Regions from separate parts of the Oryctolagus cuniculus genome. Here region 2 is linked to region 1. The links are chromatin contacts, called in public Micro-C maps. All regions are on one chromosome and are shown on one strand. The core of a region is the stretch at or near the end of the contact, and the rest is flanking DNA. Distances in the headings are between cores, read along the strand shown. Region 1 overlaps WWOX (WW domain containing oxidoreductase). Region 2 holds the start of MAF (MAF bZIP transcription factor).

What was found. Hi-C and Micro-C count contacts between places; a contact is called where the count stands out from the background.
Region 2: a contact with region 1 is called in a Micro-C map of ear pinna, with 8 times the contacts expected there. The contact joins the promoter of MAF here to the enhancer-like site in region 1. A contact is called at or near these places in 3 of 6 Hi-C or Micro-C datasets (ear pinna, psoas muscle and an unstated tissue).

What each region holds. Positions count from the first base shown.
Region 1 is chr18:60,849,254-60,856,324 of mOryCun1.1, reverse strand. All of the region lies in intron 8 of WWOX (WW domain containing oxidoreductase), which reads right to left. Among named protein-coding and RNA genes, the nearest start is that of WWOX, 400 kb to the right of the region's middle. Within about 2 kb of position 3,239, at least 4 of the 8 cell types and tissues checked have an H3K27ac peak or open chromatin away from gene starts, as enhancers often do. A contact at or near this core is called in ear pinna, where this site is marked.
Region 2 is chr18:61,809,000-61,816,070 of mOryCun1.1, reverse strand. It overlaps MAF (MAF bZIP transcription factor), which reads left to right and starts at 3,101. Exons shown (of 2, transcript XM_051847318.2): 1 at 3,101-5,357. The coding sequence starts at 4,207.

The DNA.
Region 1 (7,071 bases), core at 1,990-4,489:
TGGTAAAGGCTTCACAATTGGCTCTCCAAAAACGAACCTGAGTGTATAAATATACGGGTGTCTGTTTAGTTTATGCTTTCCTGCTGGAAAGGGTGTATAGCACACCATTAGTAAGAAAAAAAAATGCCATATCCTTTATTATTTCCAATTTATAGTTTATGTTTATGATTTTATAGTTTTTATTTATAATTCCACAGAGCTCACCGATTCTCAGGGAGTGCTGTGATTTGTGCTGAACCCTTGCATCCACAGCTAAGCTGTGGCTGCAGCTGATGTTATTGCTTGATACTTCTGAGTTAATCAGTGAGATGAGGGTCAAACGGTAAAGACAGACATATTTTGGTTCTTCACTCATTCTTCAATGGCGAAGCGATTTCTGTGCTGAATCGGATAACAGGTTTTTTAATGCACTGAGGGAATATTCCCACGATTTTTTATACTATTCATAGTGTGATGTTTACAGCATGTTCTCTTCAATTTAATCTGCATTATTAACAGTATAATCACTTTCTAAGTCGAGATGATATTTTTAAAAAGTCGAGCCTTGAGTTGTAGTTTTTGCCTATTTCTGTGGCATAAATAATGCCGCTGTGGCTTTCAAATTGCCAAGACAAGGACCCTGGGGGCAGGGCTTGAGAGCACTGTGCAATTTCACAGTGTTCCAGGACATTTCCAGCACAGGCACACAACAGATCCAGATAACCTCAGAAAACAGTCAAAAGTGGCCAGACCGTAAGGAAGTGCGGAGCCCCGAGTACTATCTGCACGACTTCGTTACTACCCAGTGCAAGGTCAACAGGAATGAAGGGCTTCGCTGGACACCAGAAACTGCCAATTGTGCAAGAGCACACAGGCATGCATACACACACACCCTTCACCCTGCGGTCCTGCTGGCTCAACCCCCTCACTCTCTTCTGAGAGAGGGAGATGCTTTTGAATGTAGCTGGCCATCCGTGATCCAGATGGAACAGCTGAAAAAATTAAATACGGTCCTTTCTGAAGAGTCGGGAGTTTTGACAAAGACAAAGGGGACAGAGAGGAAGGCGTTCGTGCTTCTGAGTGGGCCAGCCCAGCCAGCAGGCCAGCCCCACAGACACAGACGGCTCCAGTCACAGCACACAGATCTGCAGAGCGAGCCACTGGCTGGAGGCTTTCCCGCTCCGCTTCCCACCTCCCCCGCCTGGCCACCAGCCTTCCCTCTGCTCCCCTGGAGTGCAGGATGTGGTCCGCTTTCGGCTGCTCCTCAGATTTGCGAGTAACCTTATTGTGCTCTTCATCATTTGCTGCTGTTGGAGGCAAAAACTGATTTCAGAAGTAAAGCCTGGAACCCGGGCCAAGTGTGGAGGGCGTCTAGCAAACCCAGACCCCCTGATGTCAAGGCCAAGTTGGTTCACCCCGTTCTATGGAGCAACCTGCAGCGTCCTGCAGTTAGAGGGATAAGCTGTGTGAGCTCAAGAAAAGGAGGGGCAGTTTAGGAGGCTCTTCCACACCGTATTTCTTGAGGTGCGGTTCTGGAAGCGGTTCCCCCAGCCAGGCAGCACCAGCACTGAGTGGTGTTGGCACGTGGGAGCACAGCAGGACTGAGTTTCCTCGCCTTCCTACGATAATCCAGACATGCCCCCGCACTCAGCGGTGCACACCGCCATTTGGCTCAGGAGCATCAATGCTGCTCAAAGGATGCTGAACACGGCGGTGGCACACGGGTGACACAGATGCCGCATGCCTTTCTCGAGAATAAGGTGTGTGGTACGGCACAATGTGGGTGTCCCTCCATGTATTCAAAAAAATAAATAAAAACCACGGCGTTTTATGGGCCAACAAGACTAGAAGAATTCCAAAGCACTCCCTGGGAGTGTCAGAGCTATACAGTATCCATGAGATACAAACTGGAATATCCTCTCACTTGTCACAAACATGGTTTGTTTCTCTCTCACTTTTTATTTTGATCGCCAAGGGTCAGTTGCTTATAATAAACATCCATGTTTCCTAGGCCCAAATGACATTTGTAATGTGAAATCCAATCTGTGGTGCTTGCCCAGAAAAAAAATTTATATATATTACTGTTTATCTTATCTTCAAAAAATAGCGTGCGCGCGCTCTCTCTCTCTCTCTCTCTCTCACACACACACACACACACACACACACATACTGGGGGGGGGGGAGGACATGTTCTGTATCCCCAAGAGAGTCCTAGTACTGAGATCTTTCGTTTGCTCTCTGGTGGCTGAAAGAACCTACGACACTATCTGTGTCTATTACTTTATTCAAGATAATGTTGTCCATCTTTGAAAGATCTTGCTGCTCCAGGGTTCACAACAACACAGATTACAAGGCACCCGAGCCTGAAAAGAACTCAGGCTTAGCATAACACAGGATCTGGGCAAGTAACAATTAATTATTATTAATGAAGAAGACAGACCCTCTAACAAGAGTCCACACTGTAATGTCCTTCCCACCTCTCAGCCATGGCATCACAGGCCAGGCTTGAGGCAGGTGTGAGAGGAGGCACCTGGGCTGCCACGTGCCAGTGTACACGTGGATGGATGGACAGACGGACAAGTTTTTGGAGAATCTGGATCCACCTTTTAGGGGTGGGGGGAATGGAGCTCAAGGAGGTGCAGAATTCTCCTCCAGTGTTTTTTTTTCCTTTCTCCTGGGTTAAAATCAGAGTTAAGACTGTAGAAGCTCTACTCTTCATTTGACAGAGAGGCTAAGTCACTGACCCGATTCGTTCGTAAGGCGAAAGAGATAGAGAATGCGGACATGTGCCAAGAACACGCTCGGGCACCAGGCCAAGAGAACACGGCCTGTGTATCCACAGGGAGCACAGGCATGCCTCAGCTTTATGCTGGAGCCTGTTCACGTCCACAGAAGCCACTGTCTCAACACTTGAAGCCTGTTCTTCCTCCTACTCGAGGCGGCCCTATGCCAGCGTGTCCTGGGCACAGACTAACCTGGTCCTCAGTGGGGCACCCCTCAGTGCAGGGGTCTAGCTGCACTGAGCAGGGACAGCACGGCTCCTGCACAACATGTCTCTCCTCTGGGGCGCAGCCAAGCAAGTGTGCTTCTCTTTCCAAATCGCACTGCTCTCAAGAGGGAGAGAAAGGCCCAGTCTTCCTCTGCGGCCCTGGAGCCTTTCCACCCACTCGCTCTACAAAATCAGTTCATCTGGGTAATTTTTAAAGCACAGTGCGTGGGCCAGCTGGAACAAGTTGCCTCTTCCTGGCCAAATGCTTGGGGCTTCTTCCAGCCTGCAGCCTGTGTGCTCAGTGTGCTAGTGAGAGCCCAAGGGCCTGGCCAGGACTAGGAAGGAGGGTGTTGCTAACCAGACTCCCTAGTGTTCAGGAGCAAGGAGGAAGCCTTATTTCTGGGGGAGGCAAGTCACTGGGACCTGTGGTCCGGCAATGCTCTGGAGCCTGGCTCGATCTCCAGCACTGGACCAGGCTCTCTGGATGCCAAGGCCAAATACTTGTCCTAAAAATTAAAACGGAGGGGGATTTTCACAGAGAGACAAATTACTTTTACTTGCTCTAGTCTCCTCCAGCTCAGGGGTGACCTGAGCACCAGGTAGACCCCTGGTACGGTTCTGGTAGATCCTAGCTTTATTCTAGAAACTAAGCCAGTTAAATAAGATGCTGTCAAGCCAGAAGCTGCCTGGAACTCTTGGCAAGTGTGTTCCCTCAGTACAAAATAATATAAACAGAAAGGAACAATATTCTCTGTTTTCTCACTCCACACATTTTATAGGCTACAAACCAGAATTCATTTGGGATGGGCCACAAACTTTCAAAAAATAAGTTCTTTGTGTTTAAAAAGATCTTTAGATTTCAAGTTTCACAGAGTGCGGGCTCCCTATTGTGAATGTTCCCAATCTACTGTGATTTGTCGGCTCAGAAAAATTCAGGAAAAGTAATAGCCCACAGAACAGAAGGAATTGTGTGAAATGCACCACTTATCTCCTTTTGGGCACAAATGCACCCATTCTTCTTCTGGGGGCTCTACAACTCTTCCTGATGAGTATTCACATTAATTCATGTGCCTTTGGTTTCTCAAAGGCTCAGCTTAAGCACTGGAGGTGAGAAGTTGAAAGTGCACTCATAGAGAGATCTTCAGGATAAACCGAGTCATAGTACATAAATTCTAGGTGCTCAAGGACCAAAAAAAAAATAGTATCACGAAGCCACTGGCACCGTGACTCCCACTGAGGGATGGGCCAGTCCTCTGAGCATCTGTGAAACAACCGAGAGGAAATGTGCCTCCCATGCCATGTGAACCTGGGAAGAAAACTCTGAAAACAAAGGATGACAAGTACTAGAAAAATCCATACAAGGTTTCCTTAAAATCTGAAGTGGACAGATGCATTCCAAGAGACAGACCTTGCTAATGAACACTGCTTGACAAACTAACTTGATCTACAAACGCGAGTCTGAGACAGTACCTTTCTCCGAGGGTTTCCTTGAAGAGTATCTTTGACTTCACTGTTTCAAAACGTTCCCCTCTTCGGGGATAATATGCTCCCTAGATTTGCCAAAGAGCCATTCCCTAAGGCATCCTAGAGAATATATGACTTCATTTTTCCACAGATGTATTTCTATACACCTGGTGTTTTGGTTATTTATTAACCATGCCTACTTCTTTTTTTTTTTTTTTTTTTTTTTTTTTTTTTTTTTTTTTGACAGGCAGAGTGGACAGTGAGAGAGAGAGACAGAGAGAGAAAGGTCTTCCTTTGCCGTTGGTTCACCCTCCAATGGCCGCCGCTGCAGCCGGCGCACCGCGCTGATCCTGGCAGGAGCCAGGAGCCAGGTGCTTTTCCTGGTCTCCCATGGGGTGCAGGGCCCAAGCACCTGGGCCATCCTCCACTGCACTCCCTGGCCATAGCAGAGAGCTGGCCTGGAAGAGGGGCAACCGGGACAGAATCCGGCGCCCCAACCGGGACTAGAACCCGGTGTGCCGGCGCCGCAAGGTGGAGGATTAGCCTATTGAGCCACGGCGCCGGCTAACCATGCCTACTTCTATGGTTTCTAGCTTTATATCTTTAAAGTCATTAAAACTTAATAGGAGAATTAATCATAGAAGAAATCTCTCAAACACAGTTGCCAAGTACTTTTTCTTTTCCTTGACTGACATATTTAAAATGTATTTGAATGTTATTTATTTCATCACACCCAGGGAATAGAAAAAAATAACTTGCAGCTTCCAAGTTCAGAGAAAGCATAAAAATGTGATTTACTATTTATTGTACAGTTAGGCACATGCATATTATATATTGCATGTTAATCTTCGACTGGCTAAGTTTAGCGAATTTGACAACACTACTGTTTGCAAGTGAGGAAAAGGAATCGACATCTGTTCTCTTCCAGATATGATTCCTTCTTGGAAGGAATCAGAAATACTCCCAGGCCTTCTATTTTCTGGGTAAACTGATAGAACACAGGCAGCTTAAATGGACAGTCAAACCACAATGCCCCCTGGTGGTGAAACAAAGCATCTACATATGGACGTGTCTTCAGCATTTTGTGAATACGCTGGAGAGAAACCTTATTTTAATGGTGTGGACATTTTCTTTTCCCATTGATAAGAACACCAAAACAAAGATCACTGGTGCAATGAAGCTGCTTTTAAATGGAAAACAGAGAGTCTGTTAGTGAAATTAAGGGTTCCTTGTGGAAATCCTATTGCTCAAACTTCTTTTCCTAATGCTAAGGAACTACATCTGAATTCTGCAGTGAGGACCTGGAGGACATGAGAAGATCCGAACTGCAGCCCGAGTATATTTTTAACCGAATTTATGAAAGTGGAACAGTCGGCACTCACAGGTGGACCTGAGGGTCCGCTAGCTTATTTTCAGTTGAACTAAAATGGAATGAGAACACATTCCTGGTTTTAACCAGGGGACTGAGGACTCCATCTTCCCATCATGCGCTCAGGATGCACCTCTGATAAGCAGCTTAAAGGGAGCTTCCTCCTCGGGTCAGACATAAATAGAGATTCGTAGGTTCCCTTAATCCAGACACACATCGCTTCTGAGTTAGACCTCATAAATCTCAAGAACAGCCGGCAACACATGAAAGGCAATGTTGTGAGAAGGCTCCAACACATTAAATGAGAACTCTGAAATGTGGGTTCATTAATCATACAAACAATACCAATGCCTTGTAGGAATTAAGGAACGTAGTGCCATCCCTTCTCAGAACGCATCTCGTTCTGCCTCTTGCTATCTCTGGAAGCAGGCAGGCCCGGAACAGGGACTGACACCGCACTCCTCAACCTGCAGAGAAGTGGAGCCAGGAGCAGTGCAAGGTCACACAGCAGCTGAAGAGTGAAAATGTCACCCAAGACCCCTGTCCCAGAGCTGCCTGTTTTGCCAATGGCTTCTTTTGGAGAGCAAACATTTCCGGACACCTGACCTCTTAGCTCACGCCGTACAGAATGAAATTACCTGTATACTCATGTTCACACACTGTTCACAACAGCTAGAGAGCAGAAAAAACCCAAGTTCGTAAGCAATGAACAGGTCAACAAGATGTGGTCTATCCACACCGTAGAGTATTACTGAGTCATAAAAGAGGAAGTACTTGAACATGCCGAAAAGAGGTGAATCTGGAAAACACAGCACATACACAAAGAAATCAGACCCCAAGGCTGTGCACTGTTTGATTCCATTTATAGGAAACGTCTCAACAGGCAAATCCAGGCAGACAGAAGGCAGACGGGCGGAGAGGGGAGGGCAGAGCAGTGGTGGGATCTGGGGCTGCTCAGGAGAAGGTAATGCAATTGATGGAGTGTGGGGTGCAAAGCTCTGTGAGCACACAGGCCACTGAGCTGCAATCCTCTGGACAGGTGTCCTGTGTGGCACTGTGCTCTGTATCAATGAGCTGCCGAAGAAAAAGCAGACCACAGAGCTCAGAGCAAACAGGCCCAGCCAGGCTCCAGTGGACGTCCCATCCCTGAGGAGGGCCACGACAGGAAAAGGAAAATCTTATTTGCCTCCGAAGATACTGTGCCAAGCAGAACCCCATCTTACTTGTGCACCGAGGATGGGCCCCAGCTCCACATTCCAGAAACTTTCTG
Region 2 (7,071 bases), core at 1,852-4,351, 960 kb before region 1:
TGCTGACTCTTTCGCAACCCTTTCGGTGATTCGACCCATGGCCGCCTCCCCTCAAAAATCTTCTATAAATATTCATCGCTTTCAGAGACTTCACAGCTACTGGTTTGAATTGGTCAATAATGACAAATGCACGGTTTCTGAATTACTGTATATTGTTCTACAGAGATTACTGGGCTATATATAGCAAGGGGGTATTAAGCTGTAAGAAAACACAGTTCATATTGTATTTGGATTAGATTGGCTTGGACAGAAGCGAAACAAAGTTAGGGAAGAAATCTAAAGAAATGTGTCCTGTTGTAATTGTAGAGCCTCAGAAACCTGAATAGTACTAATTAAAATGAGAGGGCTCGATTGTTATAAAAGAAACGCCACTAACAGAGAACTGTAAATGTTTAGACACCCCTGTGAATCACTAAATAATAAAGTAAAAGGGACAAAAGTGAGAATTAAGTTGTAAGCCCCAGAGAGCACCAGGGCTACACATCTGAAAAATAATCCTGATCCTCTCTCCCTTTCTCTCTCTCTCTTTTTTTTCCCAAGAGAAAACGAGAGAACTATAAAAGAATCTACAATAAGAGAAAGAAAAACACCCTGGCTTGACAGCAGTGCACAAAAATAAACCCTAGAAAATGCGCAGATGATAATAAAGCGATCGTGCCAAAGATGGGCATTTCTAGAAATGATGTGTGCTGGAGACGACTGGGTATGTGGCCGCCGCCGATCTGTAGGGCCCCGGCTTCCTCATTAGCCAACTTTGTTTAAAAAATGTTGTTTATTTACAAGTGCAGAAGTTTCAATGTCCCTAGCCAGAAATGCTTTTTTCTTATTTTTTGGGGGGGAGGGGAGGGGGAGAAGCATGGATCATACCTTAGAGCTGTCAACAAAACTATGTGATTTTTTAAAATTATCCTAAACCCCCAACTTATACATAAATTTTATATTATATATATATATATAAACTTCAGACACTTGTGTCTAATAATTCTTTTTAAAAAATGAAAGAAACGATGGCTCGGGACAGTGCAGTGCCCCTGTCGTTGAGGCAGAGGACGGAGTGCACCCAGCACCTTCCCCTAACTTCCGGGGAATTGGGAGACAATCCTCACCCTTTCTCCCGGCTCTGTGCCCTACAAAGTCAGAACTGCTTCTGCAGACAATTCGGAATACCCTGGGCGCAGGCCCCTGAGGACCAGCACCGGCCCCGCCATCCTCCTGGGGCCTCTCCCAGCCGGGATGCCCGGGTCTGCTGAGACCCAGGGCTGCCAGGCCCCGCGCGGCGCAGGCTAGGGCTGCCCCGGTCTACGCAGCCTGCAGCCGCAGGCCTGGCGATAAGCGGCGAAGCCCGCCGCCGCCGCCGCCGCCGCGGGTGGGTGCAAGCGCGCCGAAGCGCCGGGTTCAAGAAGCCGGCTTAATGTAGGACTCGGTGACAGAAGTCAGGTTTCCCGGGAATTACTTTGCAGATAAACAACTTTCTAGCAACGCACTTCATCTTACCGCCCAGAGTTAGAGAACTTTACTTCTCTCCAGAGCGCCGCGAAGCCCGCTGGAAACCCAGCCCGGCTCTGGGCTAGGGCTGTTATTGGGGAGGTGATGGGGTGGGGCTGGGGGGCCCTGGGGGACGGGGTGCTGGGGGGTGCTGGGGGACGCGCGCCAAGAGGGCTCGGCCGCAAGGACTCCCGCGGGCTGCTGTGGTCCGGGGCCTGCGAGCCGGGTCTCCGGCCCCTTGTGTGCGAGGCCCGGGCCGCCCGCCGCCTGCGGACCCACTCTGCGCGCCCGCCGCCTGCGGACCCACTCTGCGCGCCGGCCCGCCCGGGGCAGGCAGCTTCTCCCCGCGGCGGCGGAACCGGCCGCGCATCGCCGTCCACTGACCTTTGCCGAAAGGTGGCGCTGTTGAGGCACAAACCAACCAGGTCCAACAATAGTTCTCGCTCTTCGATCCTCCTGCGGGCTTTTCAGAATTAAAAAAAAAAAATTTTTTTTTTAAATGCATCCCTTCCTAGCGTTTCCCCCCACCTCTCCCGCAAAGTCAAATAAATACGATTAACGCCCAATGCGTCTCATTAATTGCACAAATCGTGCCAACTTTCAAGCGGGCTGCCCGGTGTCGCAAACGCGGGGTGAGCTTCCAGCAGTGTCTCTCAATCCCAAATGAATCCCCGCGTCTCCGACTGGCCTATCGCTTTAAAATCTTAGAAACAGACTTGTCGGGTTCTTTTTTCTTTCTTTTTTTCCTTTTTTTTTTTTTCTTAAGCTTTAAAACAATCGATTGAGAAAAACTAAACCGGTTATTAGCATTTCCAGTGGGGAGGGAGGGAAACGCCCCCCACTTCACCCCCACTCCAGATTTCCAGGTCCAACCGAGAAAAAGTGGCTTAAAATTTAACCCTTTGAGGGTAACCCGTGTGGACTGGGGTCTTGCCGCGGGCAAGTCTGGAGGAATTCGGCCAAACGCTCGCAGGGCCTGGTTAAAACAGGGGGGCCCAACCAGGGCTAGGGGTGCGAGTCTTGGAGGCCACGCTCTGGCCGGGGTCGGGAGCCGAGGACCCAGCACCCCCAACGCTACTTCCAGCTCCCAGAGTTCCAGCCGCGGCCGCACTCCCTTGCCAGGGGCGCGCGCGCCTGCGGCCGGGGGCCTACACCCACGGCCCCAGCTCACCCATCGCCTGTGGAAGGCGATTGTGCCGGGGCCGCTCCCTCCCCCAGGACCCCTCCAGCTGCCCCGGGCCGGCGCGCGGTGGAGCGGCGTCCTGCGCGCAGCCCCTACCCCAGCGCGGCGCGCGTTACCCCGCGCACCGACACCGTGAGAGGGACAGAGTTGGAGCCAAGTTTGAGCGCGGAGCACCACAGAGCTGTCCAGGGAAGCAGGGTCCCCCAGCCGACACCTGGACGCCAGAGGTGCAGCGAGGAGGAAAAGCCTCCAGGCCGACGCGCGGCGCTGGGGACTGGGTGGGAGGTGGCAGGGCCGGGGAGTCCGGCGGGTGCCAGCGCCGGCCGCAGAGGGTGAGCTGGGGGCCCCGGAAGGCCGGCCGGCCCCTGTCGCGCTCGAGAGGAGCAGCGATCGGTGCTCCCGGGCCCGCCCGAGCTCCCGCAGTCCCTCTGAAAACCCCTACTCTTCTTGCGCCAAACTTTGCGCGGGGCCTGGCTCGCGCGCCCGGGGAGCGCGGCGCGGCAAGGGTTAAGCCAGCCCGTCCCAGCTGACAGTCAGCTGATTGGGCCCTGATTGACAGCTCCGAAAAGTTTCCTTGTTTCTATACTATTATGCTAATCGCCGCCGCGCTCGCAGCCTGCCATTGGCCCAGAGTGCCAGTCAATTTCCCATTTGGGCCTGACGTCACGAGTGCTATAAAACTCAGCAATTGCTTTAAACTCTTCTTGCTGGATCACAGGCTTTAAAATCTTTTTTCATCTTCGCGCTGTAGCTCGGGCCGCTCACCCGCTCGGCCTCCCCCTTGGCTCTTCTGCCTCGCCTTTCCCCAGGACTTCGCGATTTTGCTTTTGAGAGAGAGGGAGAGAGAGAGAGGGAGAGAGAGAGAAACAAGGCAAGAAGGAACTTAACTCCTCGCTCCCTTCCCTCCAGCCAGGCTGCACTTCTGTCTTGCACTGTGCACAGAGGGAGCGAGAGCGAGGGAGAGGAGAGAGAGAGAAAGAGGAAAAAGAGAGCGAGCGAGCCAGGAGACGCGGAGGCGAGAAGCATGAAGCGTTAACTCCCCCGTGCCAAGGCCCGCACCGCCCGGACAGCGCCCGCCGCGCCTGCAGCCCCGAGCGGCCGCCGCGCGCGCCCCGGCGAGCCGAGCCCTCCTTATGCAAAGCGCGCAGCGGAGCGGCGAGCGGGGGACGCCGCGCACCGGGCCGGGCTCCTCCGGCTTCGCCGCCGCCGCCGCCGCAGCTCGCCGAGGACCTCCCCCAGCCTGAAGCCGCCGGCCCGGCGCGCACGGAGGCGAGCAGGCGAGGAGGGGCCGGGGCGAGCGAGCGAGCGAGCGAGTCCCTTGGCGTGAGCAGGCGGGGAGGGAGGGCGGGCGCGGGGGGCGCGGGCAGGGCGGGGGGGCGTGTGCGCGCTCGGAGGTTCCGGGCCAGCCGCCGGCGCGCGAGCTAGAAGCGCCCCAGCCCGGCAAGCTGGCTCACCCGCTCGCCGCCCAGCACAGCCCGCTGGCCCCTCTCCTGCAGCCCATCTGGCGGAGCGGCGGCGGCGGCGGCGGCGGCAGGAGGATGGCAACGGAACTGGCGATGAGCAACTCCGACCTGCCCACCAGTCCCCTGGCCATGGAATATGTTAATGACTTCGATCTGATGAAGTTTGAAGTGAAAAAGGAGCCGGTGGAGACCGACCGCATCATCAGCCAGTGCGGCCGTCTCATCGCCGGGGGCTCGCTGTCCTCCACCCCCATGAGCACGCCGTGCAGCTCGGTGCCGCCTTCCCCCAGCTTCTCGGCGCCCAGCCCGGGCTCGGGCAGCGAGCAGAAGGCGCACCTGGAAGACTACTACTGGATGACCGGCTACCCGCAGCAGCTCAACCCCGAGGCGCTGGGCTTCAGCCCCGAGGACGCGGTCGAGGCGCTCATCAGCAACAGCCACCAGCTCCAGGGCGGCTTCGATGGCTACGCGCGCGGGGCGCAGCAGCTGGCCGCGGCGGCCGGGGCCGGCGCCGGCGCCGCGCTGGGCGGCAGCGGCGAGGAGATGGGCCCCGCCGCCGCCGTGGTGTCCGCCGTGATCGCCGCGGCCGCCGCGCAGAGCGGCGCGGGCCCGCACTACCACCACCACCACCACCACGCCGCGGGCCACCACCACCACCCGACGGCCGGCGCGCCCGGCGCCGCGGGCAGCGCGTCCGGCTCGGCCGGGGGCGCGGGCGGCGCGGGCGGCGGGGGCCCGGCCAGCGCCGGGGGCGGCGGCGGCGGCGGCGGCGGAGGAGGAGGAGGCGGCGGCGGCGGCGGCGGCAGCGGCGGCGGCGGGGGCGCGGCGGGGGCGGGGGGCGCCCTGCACCCGCACCACGCGGCGGGCGGCCTGCACTTCGACGACCGCTTCTCCGACGAGCAGCTGGTGACCATGTCCGTGCGCGAGCTGAACCGGCAGCTGCGCGGGGTCAGCAAGGAGGAGGTGATCCGGCTCAAGCAGAAGAGGCGGACCCTGAAAAACCGCGGCTATGCCCAGTCCTGCCGCTTCAAGAGGGTGCAGCAGCGGCACGTCCTGGAGTCCGAGAAGAACCAGCTGCTGCAGCAGGTCGACCACCTCAAGCAAGAGATCTCCCGGCTGGTGCGCGAGAGGGACGCCTACAAGGAGAAGTACGAGAAGCTGGTGAGCAGCGGCTTCCGAGAAAACGGCTCGAGCAGCGACAACCCGTCCTCTCCCGAGTTTTTCATGTGAGTGTGACACGCGACCCCAGCTAGCCACCTCGCTAGGCGCCGCGCGGGGGTCCGGCCCGGGGGTGGGCTTGCGCTCGCCACCGCCGCGCCCCTCCCCTGCCGAGCCCCCGGCCCCCGCGCGCGCGCGCGCGCACACACACACACACACACACTGACATACACGCGCACACACACACACTGACACACACGCGCGCACACACGCACACACACACGCGCGCACGCACGCACGCAGCCCGCTCCCAGGTGCTGCTGCTGGTGGCGGCGGCGGCTGTTTTAAGTTGGGGAGGGAAGGGGTTTCTGGCCCACGGATTGCCAATCTGAAAGTCTCCATAACCTGCTAGCTTGTTGGTTTTTTTTTTTTTTTTTTTTTTTTTTTTTTTTTTACAACATCCCTCCCTCCCCCCCACGACTTGCACGATGTTCAAAGATCTCTGCGGAGCCCTTGGAGTGAACCATTGCTCACCTTTGAAGCCTGCATCATTCACCTGTTTTTTTGTTTTGTGTTTTTTGTCCCCCCCCCTTCTTTCTTCTTCAGTTCATGAGCTGGTGTTCATTTTCTGTGTGTGTTTTATTTTGTTTGGATTTTTTTTTAATTTTACTTTTTTGGAGCTTGCTGTGTTGCCCAACTTCCACCCTCACTCCCTCTCATCTCCTCCGAGATAAAAGTTTTTTTTCTCCTCCTGAGTTCTTCATGTGAGATTGAGCTTGCAAAGGAAAAAAAAATGTGAAATATTATAGACTTGCAACGTGCTGAGTTCCATCGGGTTTTTTTTTAGCATTGTTATGCTAAACTAGAGAAAAAATCCTCCTGAACCTGCCACAATCAAGCCTGCATCCACCTTCTGGGTATGACTTGTGAGCTTTGGCCTTAGGATGCCAAAGCTAAGAGTTCTGTCTGCCATTTAAAAGAAAACTCATTCTCATCTCATGCATTATTATGCTTGCTACTCCGTCTTAGCAACATGAACTTTAACTGTTTCAAAGACTTTATGGAAAAAAAGACATTATATTAATAAAAAAAAAAGCCTGCATGCTGGACATGTATGGTATAATTATTTTTTTTCTTTTTTTTTTCCTTTTGGCTTGGAAATGGACGTTCGAAGACGTAGAGCATGGCATTCGTACTTTTGTTTTAGTGCCTCACGACTTTTTTGAGTTCAGAACAAAAAAGTGCAACCCTAGAACCTTCTTCCCATGAAAGTTTGCATCTGCTCCCAAACCGCTTTGAGTTCCTCAGAACTTCAGCCTCCATTGTCAGTGCACTGAAGGCATTCCTGTCACAGATACCAGAATGGGTTACAAATTTAACATGGCAAACAGGAAAGAACTCGAATGTTTTCTTTTTATTAAGAATGATGCCCCACTCTGGGGACTAAAATCGTGCTGTTGCCAGAAAGCAGTCTAAAATTTATTTAAAAACAAAAAAAAAAGAGAGAGAGAAATCTGCCCCATTATTTTTGGTTTGTTTTATTTTATTTTATTATATTTTTTTTTTGGCTTTTGGTCATTGTCAAATGTGGAATGCTATGGGTTTCTAGTATATAATTTAATTCTAGTTTTTATAATCTGTTAGCCCAGTTAAAATGTATGCTACAGATAAAGGAATGTTATAGATAAATTTGGAAGAGTTAGGTCTGTTTAGCTGTAGATTTTTTAAAAGATTGATGCACTAAATTGTTTACTGTTGTGATGTTAAGGGGGGTAGAGTTTG